Linked DNA regions of Sus scrofa: region 1 is linked to region 2. Evidence: chromatin contacts called from public HiChIP or PLAC-seq data. All regions are on one chromosome and are shown on one strand. Each heading gives the region's core, a stretch centred on a gene start, on an enhancer-like site or on the middle of the called end of the contact. The rest is flanking DNA. Distances are from core to core; before and after follow the strand shown.

Region 1 (7,217 bases), core at 1,282-3,781, 290 kb after region 2:
GGATCCTTAACCCACTGTGCTGGCCTGGAGAACAAACCCACATCCCAGTGCTTCCAAAATCCTGTTGCTCCACCCCAATTATGGTGATTTTATGATGCATCTGACTTCTGCATCATATCTTCTAGGGCTGTTGTGCTTAAGCACTTATATATTTTCCTTTTCTCTTGATTGTTACAACTAGGGCACATTGCCTTTAAAAACAAACAAACATGGAGTTCCCATCGTGGTGCAGCGAAATGAATTCGACTAGGAACCATGAGGTTGTGGGTTGGATCCCTGGCATCGCTCAGTGGGTTAAGGATCCAGTGTTGCCATGAGCTGTGGTGTAGGTCGCAGACACAGCTTGGATCTGGCATTGCTGTGGCTGTGGTGTAGGCCGGCAGCTCTAACTCCAATTAGACCTCTAGCCTGGGAACTTGCATATGCTGTGGGTGTGGCCTCAAAAAGCAAAAAACAAAAAACTCCCACCTTGTGTGTAGATTGTACCAACTGTGAATTTCATTTTGAGTTAGAAAAAGGAGCTTTGAGTCTGATATCATTCAGAAACATCACTCTGAAATCACATGGTGAACCCAGAGCAGAAAATTATGGCAGAAAAATCTGTGACAGCAGTTATTGTGGGCAAGAGAATTTAATTTGGAAGTGAGTCTCATATGGATTTAATTACAGGCACAGTATTTTACTATTTTGGTTACTTTGGGGAGGCCACTTAACCTCTCTGGGCTTCCTTTTCTTCAGGGGATTCAGGATTATCTTAGTGTTACTGTGGGGATAAAAGGAAAACAGTTATTGGTGTCAGTAATTAAACAATGCTGAATGTCTGAACTCCAGTCATTTTATATCTTTCTATAGCCTTCCTTTCTGTGGTGAACTGACTTCTTAAGATTATCTCCAGGAGGTTAGTTCTGATCAGTTCTGAAACTGATGCCACAGAAAAATAACTGAAGTAGCTGCTGTGGTACAGGGGAAAGAGCTCCAGACATGGGAACCAAAAAACTTGGCTTCAAGTCCTGAATGTCACCATGTGTGACTTTGGATCCTCTTAAGCCTCAGTTTCTATTAAAACTGAATAGCATCTACCTCACAGAACTGCTCTGAATTTTAAATGTTAATGAATATAAGTGCTTAGCATAATGCCTAGCAGAAAATAAGTGTTTAATAAGTACTGGTTTATGATTATTCTCAACTGAATTGGGAGGCACAACTGAAAATGATAAAGCAGTGCTTTCCAAACTTCAGTTATTCCCATTCCATGATTATGGTTTTTGTCTTATTTACCAAGCAGTTGTACTACTAAAAACTTAATATTTTTTTATATATCAACTTTTCCTACTTATATAAGTTTTAGAAGTCTTTCAATTACCAGCAACATGGCTTAACACCAGTATTGTTTGCCACACATAGAAAATAAATGTTAACATAACTGCAATAAAAACAAAAGAACATTATTAACTTTCAGCTAGATATTGTTACCTGGGCAAAGTTCTGAACCTAAGGCTTGCTCTTTGTTAAAATGTGATTAATATGTGATAGGAAAGTGTTAAAGACATGGTAGCATTCGCCTGAGTTGGTCTCAAAATAATCAGAACGATTAACTGAAAAATTTTTTAATTTGATATGGAGTGGACACATGTCTGGATATCACCTAAATTCTCTCAAATTACTTCTTGACACAGGTAGATACAGTCATGAAGCACATGAGGAAGATGTTGTCTCCACTCCAGGAAGGGAAATGATTAATTACATCTCCTCACATCTCTATGACAGTTTTACATTTGCAAAGCACTTGGAAAGCTGACCACCACAGTAGTTTGGTAAAAGAAGTATAATCACACCTATCTTTTTGATTAAGAGTTCATAGATAAGACCACCGAGGGTTGGCCACTAGCCTAATAATATTAAGAGCAACATTTTATTGAACAACTACCATGCCCCAAGTCTATGATAAAGTCTCCATAGACATCATCTAAAATTTAATCCCCACGCCTGCTCTATGGGGCATGTCCTGTTATCATCCTCTTTTTGCAGATGAGGAAAGTGAAACACACAGCCAAAGAACACTGAGGTAGTGGGGGGGGGCGATGAGAAACCCCGGCAAACTAACATAACCCCTACATTTTCTTGCCCAAGGTCATAGGAGAGTAGGATCGCCGGAGAAGGGAGGGCGCTAACCTGTCAGAGACTTGTTCCTGGGTGAGCTTCTTGTCGCTCTGCAGCAGGATGGACACGTAGTGACGGATCATGCCCACGAAGAAGGTGATAATAACGATTGGCAGGACCACCCAGAGGCGGATGTTGGAGTCGAGCAGTAGCTCAGGCCCCGCCATCTTCACAGAGCGCCGGCGGCCTGCGGGTGTAGCCGGGTTTCTTTTTCCCGGGGCGCGGGGTTTCTCGTCGAGTTAGTCTCCGGGCCTTCTCACTCCCCTTAACCAGCTTGGCGGGGGACCCACCACGGTAGCCTCGGCCCTCACTCCCTTCCCCCAGGCCGGGCCACTGGCCCGCCCACTTCCGGCGCGGAAGTTTGACGTAACGGCCAGGCGCGCTCCGGTGGCGTTGGCGTGGCGGCGTGCGGGGCGGGAAAGTCGAAGCCTAGGGCGGTGACTTCTTGGCGGGTAAGTGGAGCAGCGGTCATTGTCCCTCGAGGTCCCTTGCCCTGTGGTCTGGTCCCAAGGCCCCCGCCGAGCGCGGCTTTTCCCTCTGAGGCTTCGAGCCCCAAACCTGAGCTTCCTTTGTCGCGTGCCAGTACCCACCCCCCACCCCCAGATACCTTGCTGCGTCGTTAAAATGACGAAATAAGGAGGGATTTACCGAATTGGTCCGGGCAGCCCGCCCTATCTCCTCGGCTTTCAGACTTTTCTGGAAGCGTGATGGGTTAGCACGTGTTAAAGATGTGTGCGCAGAAATCAGACGGCCTGACTTACTTTAGTTTTTCCGTCTGCAGAATGGCTGGTAGTGTTTATAAGTAGTAAACGAGGCCACGGATAAAGAATACGCTTAGCATGGTGCTTGGTATGTAGCGGATATTAACTTTTATTGGAAGCCATTATTATAATCAAGAGTACGTGTAGTTGGTAGTTAAGAGTCAAATTCTGGAGCCGGATTGCTAAATTGGAACCCCAGCTCTGCCACTCAATGTGAGAATAATAATGGTATCTACTTCAAAATGTTTTATGGCGTTCCCGTCGTGGCGCAGTGGTTAACGAATCCGACTAGGAACCATGAGGTGGCGGGTTCGGTCCCTGCCCTTGCTCAGTGGGTTAAGGATCCGGCGTTGCCGGTGAGCTGTGGTGTAGGTTGCAGACGCGGCTCGGATCCTGCGTTGCCGTGGCTCTGGCGTAGGCTAGGGGCTACAGCTCCGATTTGACCCCTAGCCTGGGAACCTCCATATGCCGCGGAAGCGGCCCAAAGAAATGGCAAAAAGACCAAAAAAAAAAAAAAAAAAAAGTTTTATGAGGAATAAATGAAGTATTAAACATAAAGCACTTAAAATAGTTTTTGCTAGCTGTTAGTAGTTACCTTCCTGCCAGCCATTCTCCTTTAGCAAATATTCTTGGAAGTTTTTAATGCCAGGTGCTGTGCTGGGGTCAAGGGATACCGAGATAAGTGACACTAGGTTCTTGCTCTCAAAGAGCCTGGCGGTAAGGGCTCCCACACATCTCTGTGGATCAGGGAAGCTGGAGTGGTAAACTCCCTGGGAATAGGAGGAACACTCTTCAAGGAAGATGGCTTTTGACTGAGTCTTTAAGGAGGTGGAGTAATTTACAGGCAGATAAGAGCATTTCAGTTGGAAAGAACACCTTATCCAAAAACACTGAGACAGGAAGGTTCTGGTTTGCAAAATAGAGTAGTAGTCCCTGTGGTTCAGACCCTCCTCTACCTCTGCAGGCTCATTTCTGACTCTACATTCTCCTTCCTGTTTCTCTGTTGAGTTTTTCTCTGCCTGGACCACTCTTCTCATACCTCTTCTACTGGCTATCTCTTATTTCAGCTTTCAACTTCAGGGTGCTGCTTCAAAATCACTTTCTCAAAGAGATTATCCCTGAGAAATTCTTGCTGTTTTTCTTCATCACTCTCAATTAGACTAATTTTCTCATAGTACCCTAGATGGTGAACATTCTTTTTTTTTTTAGTATGGCCGCACCCACAGCATATGGAAATTCCAACAAGGGATTGAATCTGAGCTGCAGCTGTGACCTATGCCACAGCTGCAGCAACACCAGATCTTTAACCCACTGTTCTGGGCTGGGGATCTAACCGCATCCCCACAGATTCCTTTTTTTTTTTTTTTTTTTTTTTTGTGCTTTATGTTGTGCTGAACATCTTATTTTTTTTTATTACTCAAATGAATTTATCACATCTGTAGTTGTATAATGATCATAATCCCCACAGATTCTTAATCCACTGTGCCACAGTGGGGACTCCTAGATGGTGAAAGATCTTAAATGTTATATAGAGAACTGTGGGTTTTATCCTTCAACAAGAGGGAAGTGGCCTGACTAAGGAGGCAACTAGATAAACCAATCTTGAAAGCAAGGGAGTATTGACCAGATGTAGGAGTTGAAGTTTTCTCAGAGAGCATTCTTATAAAGTGTTTGGCTTTGGATAGAGTAGCTTTCTTAGAGCTATAGCTTTAACTTCTCAGAATTTATTCAGTTCTTTGGGGTTAACTTCTTTTCTCTGATTTTGCTCTTGAAATTTAACTGAGGAAGACTTTGATCAAAATGGTTTCCAAAAGAAGACAGTCAAGATCTGAGGATAAAGAGAGCCTGACAGAAGATGCCTCTGGTAAGTGTGTAGTCATTTTTGCTTTATTTCTTGTAGCAAATATGCGAGGTACTAAAAGGGAGGTTAAATTTCCTGCTTTCAAGTGCTGGGAGTCACCAAGGCTTAACAGAGCACACAGAATCTAGTATCAGGAGATATGAGATTAAATTTCTGCCTCTCATTCCACGAATGACTTTGGCCATGGTGGTAGGCTGTGAGTTTCAGTCTCCACATCCATAAAAGGAATCTACATACATAAGAGCTTATGTATTGTCCATGTTTTAGGTGCTGGACACATAGTCTCCTTACCTCCCTTAAAAAAATTTATGATCTAGTTAAATGCTATGATAGGGGTATATAAAGGAAAAGCATCATATGTATCAAAGCTGGCACATCAGAGGCAAAGAAAGAGACTGTCCATATGAGAATGTAGTTGACAGCCCTGAGAGTTCCACTGAGAAGGGGTCTTTCATTTATCATACTCATTTAGTCTATTAGGGCACTTTTAACTTGTTATATCATTGACGGAGAAGAGTACATAATCACACATTAAGAACCTTTTTGTTTGCTTACGTTTTATGACTTCTCTGGGTCAAAAGCTTTGGGATAAAACCATTCTGGGCTTTGTAGTCAAAAATGTGATGTAGGAGAACCTGCCTCATTTTTTCTATCCCTGCATCTAGATCATTGGTTTTCAAACTTTGGTGTGCATCAGGAGTATTACCTGGAGAGTGTGTTAAAAATTTAGATTCCCAGACTCCATTCGTAAGATTTAGTTTCTGCAGCTCTGGAACGTGACCTAAGACTATGCTTTTAATAAGTAATTCCAATGAGGTGATTTGTAGACCACATGAGAGATCCCGACTGCTTTAGAATTTGGGTGGAAAACATTTCCCTGGTTGTCATTAGAAGTGGCACATTTTAGGAAGTTGCCATGAGGTATAGTGGGTTGAGGATCTGGTGTTGCTACAGCTGTGGTGTAGGTCACAATTTTGGTATGGGTTCGAACCCTGGTCCAGGAACTTCCACATGCGGAGGGTGTAGCCAAAAAAAAAAAGTGGCACATTTTAAATTGTTCAAATGAAAACTCAATAGGTGATAATAATTCTATTTATTTATTTATTTATTTATTTTGGTGTTCTTAGGGCCGCACCTTCGGCATATGGAAGTTTCCAGGCCAGGGGTTGAATCAGGGCTGTAACTGCCGGCCTATATCACATCAACAGCAATGCAGGATCTGAGCTGCATCTGTGACCTATACCATAGCTCATGGCAATGCCAGATCCTTAACACATTGAAGAAGGACAGGGATCAAATTCATGTCCTCATGGACACTAGTCAGGTTCATTACTGCTGAGCCAACATGGGAACTCCACAGTGATTGTTTAATTTGTTTGTTTGGAGGCCATATTGCTGACGCTTGTGAGAAACAGTATTTCACTACAGTAGTAGGTTCACTATAATTCCTTAGGAACCCATCAACTTTCTCCTTTTTTTTTTTTTTTTAGCTTTTTTCTTAGGGTTATTATTCTAGGGTTTACATTTAAATCTTTGCTTTACTATTTGTAACATTCTTGAAAATTTTGTCTGTTTTCAGAAACCAGGAAGCAACCACTTTCCAAAAAGACAAAGAAATTTCATGTTCATAATGAAGTTGAGGAAAATGACAGTGTCTTCGTAAAGCTTCTTAAGACAGCAGGACTTATTCTTAAAACAGGAGAGAGTCAGAATCAACTAGGTACTATTTTAATCTAAATCTTTTCTCTGGGTATATTTAAAGGGCTCAGAACTGAATCATGGATTTTCTTTTTTTTTGAATCATGGATTTTCTAGAGGGCAATGAAGATTAGAAATACCACCTGTCCTGAGGCAAGGATGAAGTTGAAATTGCTTTTTAGAGAATATCGTTATTCTTTTGGTCCTGATTAATGCGTGTTAAGTAAAGTACTTCTAATTTTTTTTTAAGAAAAAATGTTATATGCTAGTATTACATTATATTTTCTTGTGAAAAATAATTAATACCAGAGAACAATCTGATCTGTATTAGAGTAACTTCAGAAAAGAACTTATAAAGCCATGTAAGGCCCTGATTTGTGGGCACAGATTATTCTGTCCAGCTAAGGTTATGGCCTGTTTTTTTTAGAACACTTAGTAGCTATCCTTTATAAAAGCTAACTCTTTTGCTGTGGATTTATAAGATTTGGCTCAAAGTTAGGTTAAAAATATCCTTATTGGTTTCACCAGACAGGAACCTAGGTCTTTGGGAAAGTAAAACAAGGTAAGAAGTGTTAAAGACTCTGGAGACCATCTAGTTTTCTTTCCTCATAGCTGTGGATCAAATCGTTTTCCAGAAGAAGCTCTTTCAGACTCTGAGGAAACATCCTTCTTATCCCAAAGTATGTACTTTCCCCTGGTACTTTGGGTTTTGCCAGCAGTACCTCAGGAACTGGGAA
Region 2 (7,250 bases), core at 2,443-4,942:
TTAAGGAGAAAAAGAATTATGAAGCAAACAAAATAGAATTCACTAATCATATTATTAGTATAATCTTAGTATTATTATTTTGAACTGTTAAAAACAAGACAATGAGCCCAAAATGGAGTCACTTATGCTAAGATCCCTGGCACCAAACTAAGATTTAACGTAATTACAATTTCAACTCTTCCAGAAATGGTAATCTTAAACCAGTCAATCAGGAATCACCTGATTGGCACCAGTTAAGTAATCTCCCTGATAGACCTCTGCCACCCCCTAGAGAAAGGTGACTTTGCCATAACCAATCTATTTTCTGCTAGTGTAACTTCCTTGTCCTGTTCCCCCCGGCCTATGAAAGTCCTTCTTTTTGTACACCTCCTCAGAGCAGCTCCTTTCTATATTTAGACTGGATGCTGCCTAATTCATGGATGGTTGAATAAAACCAGTAAGATCTTTAAAATGCACTTAGCAGAATTTCATTTTTTAACAGTTTTAGTGGCAGTGATGGAATCTGAGGGAGGCATTAATACCCAATGAACCCTGTGAGTTCAGTCTTTCTCTCTGTTTCAATGTCTGTAGGTCAGTTCCTCTCAGATCCCAGCTCTCCCCTCTTTGATTTGAGCTCCTAATCTAGTTGGTTTTCAGGGTAATAGATCAGTCTAGACTGATGGGAGGCACTAACAGAGTACCAGTTCCTAGCCCTTGGTTATCCTACAACCTTGATTTGCTGGTTTCTGCTGGTTCCACCCAAACTTGGAAACTGCTGCTTTTGTTCATGTGCACCTAAGGCCTTCTTTTGATCAGTTCACAGAACCACCACCTGCTGATGTCCATAGTTCTGTTCCCTTGGTTACTGTTGGTTTCTTTTCCCAGGCCAGGGATGGAGCCCAAGCCACGGCAATGACAACACTTGATCCTTAACCCGCTGTGTCACCAGGGAACTTCCTATATGAAGTTTTTTGACCTAGAACCAACTTTGGGACTTCCCAAAGGGCCCTTGGAATATTTGCTCTCTCTCCCTATAAAAAGATAAAGTTGGATAAACAACAAGTTCCTCCTATAGAACACAGGGAACTATAGTCAATATCCTGGAGTAAACTATAATAGAAAAGAATAGGAAAAAAAGAAAAATGTTACACTAGTTAGACTTATTTGATATGTTCAATTATATAGGAAACAGTGTCAAATAAAAAGTGATGTCTGGGAGTTCCCATTGTGGCTCTGGGTTAAGAACCCGACTAGTATCCATGAAGATTCAGGTTTGATCGCTAGCCTTCCTTGGTAGGTTAAGGATCCGGTGTTGCTATGGCTGTAGTGTAGGTCGGCAGTTGCAGCTCTGATTCAACCCCTAGCCTAGGAACTCCCATTTGCCACAGATGAGGCCCTAAAAAAAAAAAGTGATGATTAACTTTAGGTTACATTTCCATGGATATATTATAACAAACATAAGTGTTTCAGAAACTATATAAAAGTTCTAAAAATCTGATATGTTTTATTGTAATGTCATCAGTCATGATTCCAGTTAACATCTTTAAAATGTTGGGTGTCACAGAAATAACCAAATTTCCTTGTCAATTTGATCATAATGAATTCTCATCAGATCTCCAACCGTGAGCATTTTAAAATCTTTTGTCATTTACTGACAATTATTGTCTTATTTGATTCTTTTGCAAAAATGAGATTCCCAGAAAGGAGCCCCTTGACCACTAACACCACTGCCAAATTACAAGGTGTCAAAACTTGGGTACACATTTTGAAAAAGGCTCCACCTGTCTGGTTCTATGTAAACACAAGGACCTCAAAATCAAATTGACTAGAAAGAGAAGTAGCGGACACTGAGGTGCAACCGCTTCCTCCCAAGAAATCAGGTTAAGAACATTTCCTTCCATTCCTCCTTCCTTCTCTGACCATCCTTGTCCCAATTCTTACATTGTGAAGGTCTTTATGATTCTTTTCTCCATCTTTTGCCTTGCTCTGGCCTGGGAAGATAACTGTTCACATATCTCTGCCCATTTCAAAGGAGGATAAATTAACTGTTGGCTTTGCTTTAATGCTGGTGATCCTATAGTTCTTTCTACCAATCAAAAACTTCTCCCTGATTTCCACTGCCTCAATTTCTCTGGAACAAGTTCCGTAGATAAATACTTTTAGTAAATAGTTACACAAAATACATGAACACACTGACTGGCTTAAGGGAATGTCTCTAGTTTTCTTGCTGATTTGAAACATAGGGACATTGGCTCAGGAGTACTCTCCAAATCACGGACGTTGTTTTGTTGCTAGTAATTATTATTGTCAGCCTAATAAGCTGGGTTCTCTCAAAAATTTTAAATGTGTATGGGCAGCCATTGACCAGCCAACAGATGGTCTCTCTCTGAAGTGCAATGACAAAAGTGAAAGAAAGAATGGAACCAGCTCCAAGAATACAAGCCTGACATCACTTTTTGTGAATACTACACTGAGATCAGAAGAGGCAGTGGTGACTGAGGGTCATGTTAATACTGAATACTGATTTCTTTTCTTTTTTTAAAGGTTTTATTGAATTATAGTTGATTTACAATGTTGTGAACATTTCTGCTGTACAGTAAAATGAATACCGATTTTTTTCCCCAAACTTCTTGGATGATCAATAGGATGATAAAAGGGGGAACTGCTGAAATATATTTCTAGACCAAAGATGGTGCCACTCCTGCCCAGGCTGCCATGGCAACATACCAAAACTTAGATAACTTTTGTAAATCTTCTGCTTGACCAGTAACATACTATATCTAGTCAGCCAATCCCCAAACGCCAAGCCAACTGTAGGCTCTATACTTACTTCCTTGCTCTTTAATCATTTTTTATTTTTCACTTCCTTATTCTTTATCCTACAAAAGTTTCCTGCCTCCAGCTCCATTTTGCAGTTCTTTGGCCCCTTGAGGACAAACACTGGAGGCTTCATGAAGTATTAGTTTCTTTAACACCTAAATTGTCTTTCTTAATTATTTTTCTAACAATACTAATCTATTAGAGATAAATCACTGACGTATTCTCAGGTTAAACAATGAGATGCGCTTTGAAATAATTCTACTAGATGAGGAAAGGATGATTAAACAACAGGGTGGTATATGCTGATTATTGTTGAAACCAGCTAATGGATACATGGGGGTTCATTATACTATTCTCTCCTTTTCCGTGAGTGTTGGAAATATTGCACTAGATAAAAAGAACAGTAATATGGGCCTTTTTCATCATATAATTTCAAGCCAGTCATTCCCACCAACCCCCGCGTTTCTTCTTCAATAAAATGGATTGGCCATTGCAGCACTGTATTCGTAGGGACATTTTGAGGAGCAGTGAAAGCAAAGTGCCTTAGAAAATGCTGTTTTCTTACTTACTAGGGTTGCCAACACTAATTAGTTGCCTCCAACAGTTCCCTCCTCCTCTCCTTGTAATGGTTCATTCCACTGTTCCGCTAGTCTTTCCCGTGGTGGTTCCTTCCTCTCAGTTACCACGCTATTTCCCCCCCCCCAGCCCCAATGGTTTAGTCCGGCTTCCCCGGGGGAAACCCCGTGGGGAGGAGCACGAGGTTTCTGCGAGTGGCCGCGGTCCGCTCCCTGGAGACCACTTGGAAAGCTCCGCGTCAGGGGGTGGGCCGATAATCTTGAGGCGGGGCGCTAATCTCGGGCTCCGATTGGCCAGAACTGGAGTAAACATCCGGCAGGGTGGGGCGGGGCCGGAAGTGGAAAGGCAAGGCGGCGGCTGAGGCGGCTCGGGAGGTTCCGGACCGGAGTAGGTTCCTCCCGCTGCTATGGGCTGTCCTGATCGGTGGTGAGGGGGCCTCTGGCGCTAAAGGGGACACGGGACTGGGCCATGGCCGGCGCTCGGGCCGCCGCCGCTGCCTCGGCGGGGTCTTCGGCTTCTTCGGGCAACCCGCAGCCGCAGGAGCCGGGGCTCGGGGAGCTGCTGGAGGAGTTCTCCCGGACTCAGTATCGGGCCAAGGATTTTAGCGGGACGGGAGGCTCTAAGGTGAGTCGGAGGCACGGTGAGCAGCAGAGGGTCCCTGGCTTGGGAAGCTACTGAGGAGAGACAGGTCAGAGAAAGGAGGGAGAGAGGGAGATTGCCAGGATCTGGACCTGTAGAGCAAGGGTCGGGTTTAAAAACCGAAAAGGAGGAGCTGGGATCAGAATGAGCCAAGGAAGGACGACGTTTTGGTTTGAGACAAGGGATTTGGAGGCTAGGGATCCGAACTGAGGGGCCATTCAGAGATTAGAGAGGAGGAGCTGAGGAGGGTTGTTCCCCTGCATAAGATACTAGCACAGAAGCCTCCAAGTCTAGAATTAAAAATCTAGAGGATTTCTGCAGCTCCGTGGAGGGGTGGGGCAGAATGAAGTCAAGAGTTAAACTGGAGTGTGTTGATTCTTTATACAGTCTCAGAGTGACTTTAGAATTAGGACCATCCCTTTCCTTTCCCTTTGTGCATGAAGGGAGCCCACACTCCTCTGTTCCTTTATGAAAAACAAGTCTTGGTTCCTCTTTTTTTTCTGCCTTTGAGATTCTTTTCAGTCTCCTTATGGCCAGACCTGGAAGGCTTCCAGTCTGATCAGGCCATTCCCATCCTAGGGAATCTTGCTGACCCTGCCATCTTTCATTCCCCACGTGGTTTTGGAGGGGTTAGCATCAGGTTTTCTAATGGGATTCTTTTTCATCCTGGGTCTTGAAACTCTGGTTTGGCTCCAGGGGTTACCTATAATGGGACACACAGCAGTTGGCATCTGCTAGTCTCTAGAGTAACCCAGGGAAGGCTTCAGTAACAATGAGTTTCCTCCACTGTCCAGATGACTATTTCTCAGCTCTTAGCCTGAGGACTACCCACTTCAGCATCATCTGGGGTGCTTGTTGGTTTTTGTTTGTTTTTTGTCGTTTCTAGGGCTGCACCCGTGGCATATGGAGGTTCCCAGGCTAGGAGTCTAATTGGAGACGGCCTACGCAGCAGCCATAGCAACGCCAGATCCGAGCTGCATATACAACCTACACCACAGCTCATGGCAACATCGGATCCTAGATCCGCTGAGTGAGACCAGGGATCGAACCCGCAACCTCATGGCTCCTAGTTGGATTCGTTAACCACTGAGCCACGACAGGAACTCCTGGGGTGCTTGATAAAAAAGTTTCTTTGGTCCTATCCAGTCCTACTGAGTTAGAATTTCTGAGAGTGGTAACTTGGAATTTGTATTTTTTTAAATAGGCTTGTTAATGATATGAACCTTGAAATTTGAGGATTGCTAGTTTAAGCCACTGAGTTTTTCCTTCCCCATTGGTCTTTTGGATGGGTAGAGGGTCAGTGGTTTTGCTGGGCCCCCCTTCCGTTGTAAACACCCCTGAAGATTAGGGTTGTAAAGAGTTACACCTGACTCTCACTCTAGCTGGCCTTAAATTTATGATCTCTTGCAGGCTTCTTGGGATGTTACAGGTCTTATGTCTTTCTTCTAATGGGCCTTTCCCTGAGATGAGCAAAACCACAGCAATTTTAAGGGTGCTGTTTCTTCTATTTCATAAGCAAATTGTGTGTAAGGAGACAGCTTTGTCTGCAGCTTTTACTCATTATGCTAACTTGAGCTTCTAGGTACTGGTCTTTGGCTGGAGAATGAAGGAGAATTTCGGGGCAAAGGAAGATAATGGATTAGTGCTACTTAAAGTAACCTAGGCAGGAGTTCTTAATATTTCATGGATTGTGGACCCCTTTAAGAATCTGTAATCCTCTCTTCAAATGCTACAAGATTTTCCTGAAGCATTGAGGGAAAGAGTCTGTCCTAAAGCCTACCATATATGGGTTCATGAACTACACATTTAGGGCCTGTGGTCCAGCAATGTGTCTCTTCCCAGCATTGAATTATCATCACAGAGGCACATGGCATTCCCAGTGACCTCTCCAGTGATTCAACCTCAGAACCCCAGAATCTTCTTTATGCTCAGGTCTCCTCCTCTGTGCAGGTTGAGCGCATTGAGAAGAGGTGTCTGGAGCTGTTTGGCCGAGACTACTGTTACAGCGTGATCCAGAATGTGAATGGGGATATCTGCGGCCACTACCCCCAGCACATCGTGTTCCTGGAGTATGAGAGTTCTGAGAAGGAAAAAGACACGTGAGCATCTTGTAACCAAAGCTGCCTGGCTGGGGAGACCTCAGCAGCTTATCCCCAGGGTCAGGAACCCTCAGCTGGGCAGGGCAGGCTCACTTTTCCCAGGTGTTAACCCTTATTGCCATCTTTGTTTGTTTCAGGGGTTGCCATCTTAGATGGGCAGAGTAGCATAGCATAGGAGGAGGGGTTCGGAATCATAGCCCTGGATTCTTATTTTACTCTACCCTCTAGATCATTGTCCTAAGGCAGCTGATTTCACACCTCAGCCCTCTGAACCTCAGAGTCCTTTTTTAAGAGAGTGTGAGTGGTCCCAGTAATCCAGTATATTAAAAAAAAAAAAAAAAAAAAAAAAGGAGTTCCCATTGTGACTCAGAGGTTAAGATACCCAACTAGCATCCATGAGGATGTGGGGTTGATCCCTGGCCTCACTTGGTGGGTCAAGGATCCAGTATTGCCATGAGCTGTGATATACGTTGCAGACGAGGCTTGGATCCAGTGTTGCTGTGGCTCCGGCGTAGCTGGCGGCTACAGCTCCAATTGGACCTCTAGCCTGGGAATCTCCATATGCTGCAAGTGCGGCCGTAAAAAAACAAAAAGACAAAAAAAAAAAAAAAGAGTGAGTGAGAGGTATGCTTTGTCAACACGATTACGCACACTTACCATGTGTAGCGCTTAGGATCCCAAGGTCTGGGGTCAGACTGCTTCACTGTACATGCTGCCTGCCCCACTTGCTGGCTGGGTAACTAACTTGGAAAAGTTTCTTCTTTGTCTGTTAGTTTTCTCATCCGCAAGTCTGACTCTATTTAGAAAAGCAGCTACTGTAGTCCCTGCTGATAAATGGGGCTATTCCAAGCCTGACATGTTTGCTATAAGAATGAAAAGTAAGAGATACCATATATTGAGGGCCTACAAAGGCCCAAGTGCTGTCTTCATGGTAATAGTTCACAGCAGAGCAGACAGAGATCACTGGCACAGGATGCAGCCCATAGGCGGTCAGTAAAGGGTAACGCTTGATTGACACAGCCCTGAGGCTGTAGGAAGTGCTTTATATTGCTCTCAGAGTGTGTTTCCTTAGGCTCCCTGCTTGCTGTTGATTTTAAGAGAGTTCCAGGAGCTGTTGCCAAAATATCTGTGAGAGCT

What was found. HiChIP or PLAC-seq counts read pairs in DNA pulled down with a chosen protein or histone mark.
Region 1: a contact with region 2 is called in an H3K27ac HiChIP or PLAC-seq map of alveolar macrophages. The contact joins the promoter of EMC3 here to the promoter of MTMR14 in region 2. A contact is called at or near these places in 2 of 5 promoter capture datasets (fetal liver and liver) and 2 of 2 datasets of contacts at active chromatin or transcription factors (alveolar macrophages and skeletal muscle).

What each region holds. Positions count from the first base shown.
Region 1 is chr13:66,239,432-66,246,648 of Sscrofa11.1, forward strand. It overlaps EMC3 (ER membrane protein complex subunit 3), which reads right to left and starts at 2,532. Exons shown (of 8, transcript XM_003358517.4): 1 at 2,173-2,532. The coding sequence starts at 2,327. FANCD2 (Fanconi anemia group D2 protein) reads left to right here and starts at 2,520. Exons shown (of 44, transcript XM_021069313.1): 1 at 2,520-2,612; 2 at 4,710-4,785; 3 at 6,362-6,502; 4 at 7,093-7,160. The coding sequence starts at 4,722.
Region 2 is chr13:65,944,828-65,952,077 of Sscrofa11.1, forward strand. MTMR14 (myotubularin-related protein 14) reads left to right here and starts at 3,693. Exons shown (of 18, transcript XM_013981948.2): 1 at 3,693-3,999; 2 at 5,965-6,113. The coding sequence starts at 3,844.